2 separate regions of the Mus musculus genome follow, and region 1 is linked to region 2. A link is a contact called in public promoter capture Hi-C data. All regions are on one chromosome and are shown on one strand. The core of a region is the stretch at or near the end of the contact, and the rest is flanking DNA. Distances in the headings are between cores, read along the strand shown.

Region 1 (3,205 bases), core at 581-3,080, 1.0 Mb before region 2:
CAGCAGTGATTGATGTAGTGGCATTGGTGAGCACTGAATCCGTCCTTCAACCTGCTATGGGAGCACAGAGCCTGATGCCCCAGGAGTAATGTAATAGAGTAATGTAATGTAATGGAGTTTTAATTTTGTGTTGTTGTTTTAAATAATTAATTGTAATTTTGGCTGTGTTAGAAGCTGTGGGTACGTTTCTCAGTCATCTTTTCGGTCTGGTGTTATTGCCATACCTTGATTAATCGGAGATTAAAAGAGAAGGTGTACTTAGAAACGATTTCAAATGAAAGAAGGTATGTTTCCAATGTGACTTCACTAAAGTGACAGTGACGCAGGGAATCAATCGTCTTCTAATAGAAAGGGCTCATGGAGACCTGAGCTGATCTTTCTGTTCTGGATGAGAGAGGTGGTACCCATTGGAATGAAAGGACTTAGTCAGGGGCATACAGTGTGCTCCAGGCTGGGGATGGTCAGGATGTTGTGCTCAGCCTCTAACACTCCTTCCAACCTGACATTCCTTCTCACCCTTTGTCTCTGGCCAGTAGAATACAGGAACTCGTTCCTGTTTTTTTTTTTTTAAATTCTGAAGGTGTGTAAGTACAAAGGTCAGATGAGCGGCCCTAGGTCAAGACTGCTTTGTGGTGACAAGGGAGTATAACACCCACCCCAGAAACCAAGAACCGGAAATTGCTATCTTCCAGCCCTTTGAGAGCTACCTGAAGCTCTGGGCTGCTGGCCTCACCCCTTCCCTGCAGCTTTCCCTTTAGCAGAGGCTGTGATTTCCTTCAGCGCTCTGGGCAAATACTCTTAGCCTGGCTCACCTTCCCCATCCTCGTTTGTAAAAACAAAGATGAAGCTGATAGTTCCTTCCCAGCTCCATCAGAGGCAGGGTGTGAAATTAGCTCCTGTTTGGGAAGGTTTAAAAGCCGGCCACATTCCACCTCCCAGCTAGCATGATTACCAACTCTTGTTCTTACTGTTGTTATGAAAGACTCAATTCCTCATCTCCCTTCTTTTAAAAAGGGGCCAAAGGGCACTTTGTTTTTTTCTCTACATGGCCTAAAAGGCACTGTGTTACCTTCCTGGAAGGTCCCAAACAAACAAACAAACAAACAAAATAACCATCTGGCAGTTAAGAAGGCTTCAGAGATATAAATAGGATTTTCTAATTGTCTTACAAGGCCTAGGCCTGTTTGCCTGCCAAGTGCCTGCAAACTACCTCTGTGCACTTGAAATGTTAGACCTGGGGGATCGATGGAGGGCACCCAGTTTAAGGGGGGTTGGTGCAATTCTCAAATGTCCACAAGAAACATCTCACAAAAACTTTTTTGGGGGGAAAGTCACCTCCTAATAGTTGAAGAGGTATCTCCTTCGGGCACACAGCCCTGCTCACAGCCTGTTTCAACGTTTGGGAATCCTTTAACAGTTTACGGAAGGCCACCCTTTAAACCAATCCAACAGCTCCCTTCTCCATAACCTGATTTTAGAGGTGTTTCATTATCTCTAATTACTCGGGGTAAATGGTGATTACTCAGTGTTTTAATCATCAGTTTGGGCAGCAGTTATTCTAAACTCAGGGAAGCCCAGACTCCCATGGGTATTTTTGGAAGGTACAGAGACTAGTTGGTGCATGCTTTCTAGTACCTCTTGCACGTGGTCCCCAGGTGAGCCCCGGCTGCTTCCCGAGCTGGAGGCATCGGTCCCAGCCAAGGTGGCAACTGAGGGCTGGGGAGCTGTGCAATCTTCCGGACCCGGGCCTTGCCAGGCGAGGCGAGGCCCCGTGGCTGGATGGGAGGATGTGGGCGGGGCTCCCATCCCCAGAAGGGGAGGCGATTAAGGGAGGAGGGAAGAAGGGAGGGGCCGCTGGGGGGAAAGACTGGGGAGGAAGGGAAGAAAGAGAGGGAGGGAAAAGAGAAGGAAGGAGTAGATGTGAGAGGGTGGTGCTGGAGGGTGGGAAGGCAAGAGCGCGAGGCCTGGCCCGGAAGCTAGGTGAGTTCGGCATCCGAGCTGAGAGACCCCAGCCTAAGACGCCGCTGCGCTGCAACCCAGCCTGAGTATCTGGTCTCCGTCCCTGATGGGATTCTCGTCTAAACCGTCTTGGAGCCTGCAGCGATCCAGTCTCTGGCCCTCGACCAGGTTCATTGCAGCTTTCTAGAGGTCCCCAGAAGCAGCTGCTGGCGAGCCCGCTTCTGCAGGAACCAATGGTGAGCAGGGCAACCTGGAGAGGGGCGCTATTCTGAGGATTCGAGGTGCACCCGTAGTAGAAGCTGGGGATGGGGCTCAGGCTGTAACCGAGGCAAAAGTTGGCCTATTCCTCCTTCCTTCTCCAACAGTGTTGGAGGTGGGATGATGGAGGCTAAAAGGCACCTCCATATATGTTACTGCGTCTATCCAACCTACTTTAGGGAGGTGCGGGCCAGGAGAGGCGGGAAGGAGAGAAGGCCTTGGAAGAGAGGTCATTGGGAAGAACTGTGGGGTTTGGTGGGTTTGCTTCCACTTAGACTATAAGAGTGGGAGAGGAGGGAGTCAACTCTAAGTTTCAACACCAGTGGGGGACTGAGGACTGCTTCATTAGGAGAGAGAACCTAGCCAGAGCTAGCTTTGCAAAAGAGGCTGTAGTCCTGCTTTGCTCTAAAGCGCGACCCGGGATAGAGAGGCTTCCTTGAGCGGGGTGTCACCTAATCTTGTCCCCAACGCACCCCCTCCCAGCCCCTGAGAGCTAGCGAACTGTAGGTACAGAACTCGCTCCCATCTCCAGGAGCTATTTTCTTAGACATGGGCACCCATGCATTCTGCCTTCTGGTACTCTCCCCTCCCTGGGAAGGGGTGTAAGGTTCGACGGACCGTGGCCAGGATGCCGAAAGGCTACCTGTGCGGGTCTTCTGCCATGCTGTGTCTGTGCGGACATGCCAGCAGGGCTAATGAGGAGCTTGCGATACTCCAAAGGGTTCGGGAATTGCGGGGTCCTTACACGCAGTGGAGTTGGGCCCCGGGGACTCAGAAGGTTTCCCGCCACGGCTTTGGTTGATAGTTTTTTTAGTATCCTGGTTTATGAACTGAAGGTTTTGTGAGATGTTGAATCACTAGCAGGGTCATATTTGGCAAACCGAGGCTACTATTAAATTTTGGTTTTAGAAGAAGATTCTGGGGAGAAAGTGAAGGGTAACTGCCTCCAGGAGCTGTATCAACCCCATTAAGAAAAAAAAAAATACCA
Region 2 (3,442 bases), core at 595-3,094:
TTAAAGATATGATTTATTTCAGAGTATAGTATTTTTGTGACAGGGTGGTCTGGGCCCCTATGAGATTGCATCGAGTAATTACGCTGCCATTTCTGAGTAAGACATGCAGTTAACTAACAGGTTTTGTTGCACTGGAATTTGGGTAGATGTTCCTCATTTCACCATACTGTAGTTTATTCCTTCTACACACACATACATGTACACAAACTAGCATCTTAAGCACATATTACAGGCCAGGATACATGTTGAATGTTTTATTTGTATTGCTTTATTAGACCGTCACAGTGTCAGATTAGGTACCAGATACCACCAAAGATTAGGAAGCTGTGTCACAAATGTTCAAAGCCACAAGTAAAATGGAAGCACAGCAAAGGAAATTCACATAATCCGAAGACATTTCTACCAAGCTGTTAACATAATGTTAATTCTACAGGCGAAGCCATGGGGACACATGACTTTTTATTCTGTATTTCTCTGATGCTGCAAGTTTTAAAATAAGCAAAATAATGTAGTAAGACATTAAAAAACAAATATTTTGGCTGGCGGGATGGCTCAGTGGGTAAGAGCACCCGACTGCTCTTCCAAAGGTCCAGAGTTCAAATCCCAGCAACCACATGGTGGCTCACAACCATCTGTAACAAGAACTGACTCCCTCTTCTGGTGTGTCTGAGGACAGCTACAGTGTACTTACATATAATAAATAAATCTTTAAAAAAAACAAATATTTTAATGAGTTCAGAGATGGAAGTGGTATACGTCTTGGTATATTCAAGACATTTCTTCCTCCTCCCCTATCTATCTATCTATCTATCTATCTATCTATCTATCTATCTATCTAGTGACAGCATTTCTCTACATATTCGGGGCTGTATTTGATCTAATTGTGTAGAACTGTCTTGAACTCACAGAGATGCACAAAGCCTCTGGTCTCTAGTGCTGGAATTAAAGGCATGCACCAAGTACTACACACACACACACACACACACACACACACACTCGCTGTGTGTGTGTGTGTGTGAATGTATGTATGTATGTATGTATATCTCCAAATCTCTGCTTCCTCACTTGTCAGATGACACTAAATGACACTTAAGAGAGAGACACTGGAGGTAGGAACCTTCCCAGGACTGAGATTACAGAACAAGCACAGTATTTGCTGTATACTGTAAGATGCTTTCAGGGCCCTGGCCTCTACCCCACTCTTCACTGCCTGGAGAACGTAGCCACTTCTTGCCCAGAGTAAGCTGAAATGTTCCGGGTGTCATAGGAAGCAAAGGGCTGCAGTGGAAAGCTCAAGAGAGCTCAAGGGTGAGTGGTTCCAGCTCAGTTTCTAGAAGACAGAAGCCCAGCCTTGTCTCAGACATTTGACAATCAGGAGATGTAATCACCAGTCCTGTTAATGGACTGCATGCAAGTGAGGGAGGGGGACGATGGGACTGACAGGGTAGGAGCCTTAGGGCTCGGAGAATGAAAGGAACCCACACCGGTCATCGCGGTAGGCTGCTTATACTCCTATGGCTTTATTTTCAGATAAGGTGTGAGAGCGACGGTGGTACTCTCGTGCAGTGAGCGAAAGGCAAGTCTGGAAGGTAAACTGATGACGCAAGCTTTGCCCCTGGTCTTTGCCCCACGCCCCGCCCCGCCCCGCCCCGCCTCGCCTCCGGAGCCCAGGAGTGGTGTGCGTGGCCGTGCCTCCGCGTGCGCAGCGGTGCGTGAGGGCGGGGCAGGGCAGAGGCGTTGGTCCGGCCACGTTTGGCCTGGCGGTTCCGGCTGCGGCGCGTGGGGGCGCACGGGGGGCGGGGCTGGAGCTGCAGCCGGATCCGGATGCGGCGGCGCTTTGACCCGCAGGGAGACTGACGCGCCGGGACTGGAGCGTGGTCCGCTCCAGTGCGGTGAGGCGGCCTGGGGCTGGGACGCGAGGGCTGGCGGGCTTGGGACCGCAGAGGCTGAGACGCCCTGCCCGGGAGCCGGGCGGCAAAGCTTGATGCCCGGCAGTCTGGCCGGGCAGGGTCTTGGAGGGCCTAGGAGTGTCCGTGGCGTGGGAATGGGGGACGGTCCTCACCTTTTCTGCCGCCGTCCCTATGAAAGGGCGCGAACCCTCGGTTCCCTTTTACGGGTGTAGCGGTCAGAGCCGCTGAAGACAAGCACCGGCTCTGAAGAGCCCCAGCTGCGCAGACTGTATGAAACCTGGGGTGGGGGAACCTAGAACTTGAACCTCTAGAAACACCAACTGTGTGGTTTCTATTATGTGTTAGAGCTAATGTTTATGTAAGGCAAGCATAAAATTTGTTCCTGTAAAAAAATAAATGGGGGTTTGTTTGGGATTAATTAATCCAAGAGTAGGTCTCAGGAAATGGATTCATTAAGGTAGGAATTGTATGATTCAAACAGATTCCATGATGCAAAGATTGTCATCTGTTGACTTTCCTGCAGTAATGCTCTATGGGAAAATGAGAGGATCCTCATTCCAGGCCACTCATTTGTTGATGAGTGTTAACTAACCTTAGGGCTAGTCTTGGAAACTCGGTGCTCCCAACTGTGCAACTAGACTTGGGGCTAATCAGATCGTGTAGATTAAGTACACTAACGGGAAAGACTTCTTGCTTCATGAAATACTACCTTTCATGAAGATACTCGGAGCTGTCTACTTATCTGTCTGTCTACCTGTAACCTATCACAGCGAGTTTGATTTGGCTGCAGATCATGTTTAGAAATGTGTGAATCCTGGTCTTCAATCTTCCTACTTGTTGCTCCGCTGTTTTTCAGGAAGCAGCCGCTCCCCATCTATATCCAGACTCATTCAGAGGCTGGGAAACCAAACTTGAAGTTGGGTGTATGTCTTTTGTCTTCTCACTTGTGGCCATGTGGCAATCTTTTTTTCTACATGACTTTCTGAAATGTGATTTCTAGATAATACCTTACGTCATTCATTATTCATTGACTAGAGGTTCACTGGACTAGGGCTTAGGCAATACTCAAGCATTGTAAACAAATGCTAATTTAGAAGTTAAACCCTACTGGGTAGAGGGGGAGGGGCTTTTAGTTAGAGTTTACAACCAAACTTAGAGAGGAAGTTAGGTGGTGACCTTTAAGTGCTACAGAATGAAGGCTTCTTGTAGTTTTGTTTTGATAAAACAGCCTGTGTAGCAGGGGCTAGCCTTGAACTTGGGTGGGGGGGGGAGTAGTAGAGAGGGGTACCTTAGAACCAGCTTTTTAAAAAAATCTCCATGTTTAATCAACTCCAATAATTAGTTTTAAAGTGTGTGTGTGTTTGAGATAGGTGTGACTGGGTAGCCTGCTGTCCTTGAGTCCCACACAGTCCATGCTTCAGCCTCCCTAGCACTGAATCCAGGTCTTTGCCACCTCACCTGAATTTTTATTAGATTGTAATTAGGCATGACCTCTGTCAGCATCATAAACTGTGTCTTTATGACTAGGAAGA

The links. Promoter capture Hi-C pulls out the DNA fragments that hold promoters and counts their contacts.
Region 1: a promoter capture Hi-C map of embryonic stem cells shows a contact between it and region 2, with 3 times the contacts expected there. The contact joins the promoter of Bmp4 here to the promoter of Gnpnat1 in region 2. A contact is called at or near these places in 1 of 39 promoter capture datasets (embryonic stem cells) and 1 of 484 Hi-C or Micro-C datasets (embryonic stem cells).

What each region holds. Positions count from the first base shown.
Region 1 is chr14:46,389,294-46,392,498 of GRCm38.p6, reverse strand. It overlaps Bmp4 (bone morphogenetic protein 4), which reads left to right and starts at 1,830. Exons shown (of 4, transcript NM_007554.3): 1 at 1,830-2,195. RefSeq lists promoters at 741-2,147, 1-2,147, 2,198-3,205.
Region 2 is chr14:45,387,198-45,390,639 of GRCm38.p6, reverse strand. Gnpnat1 (glucosamine-phosphate N-acetyltransferase 1) reads left to right here and starts at 1,844. Exons shown (of 6, transcript NM_019425.2): 1 at 1,844-1,892.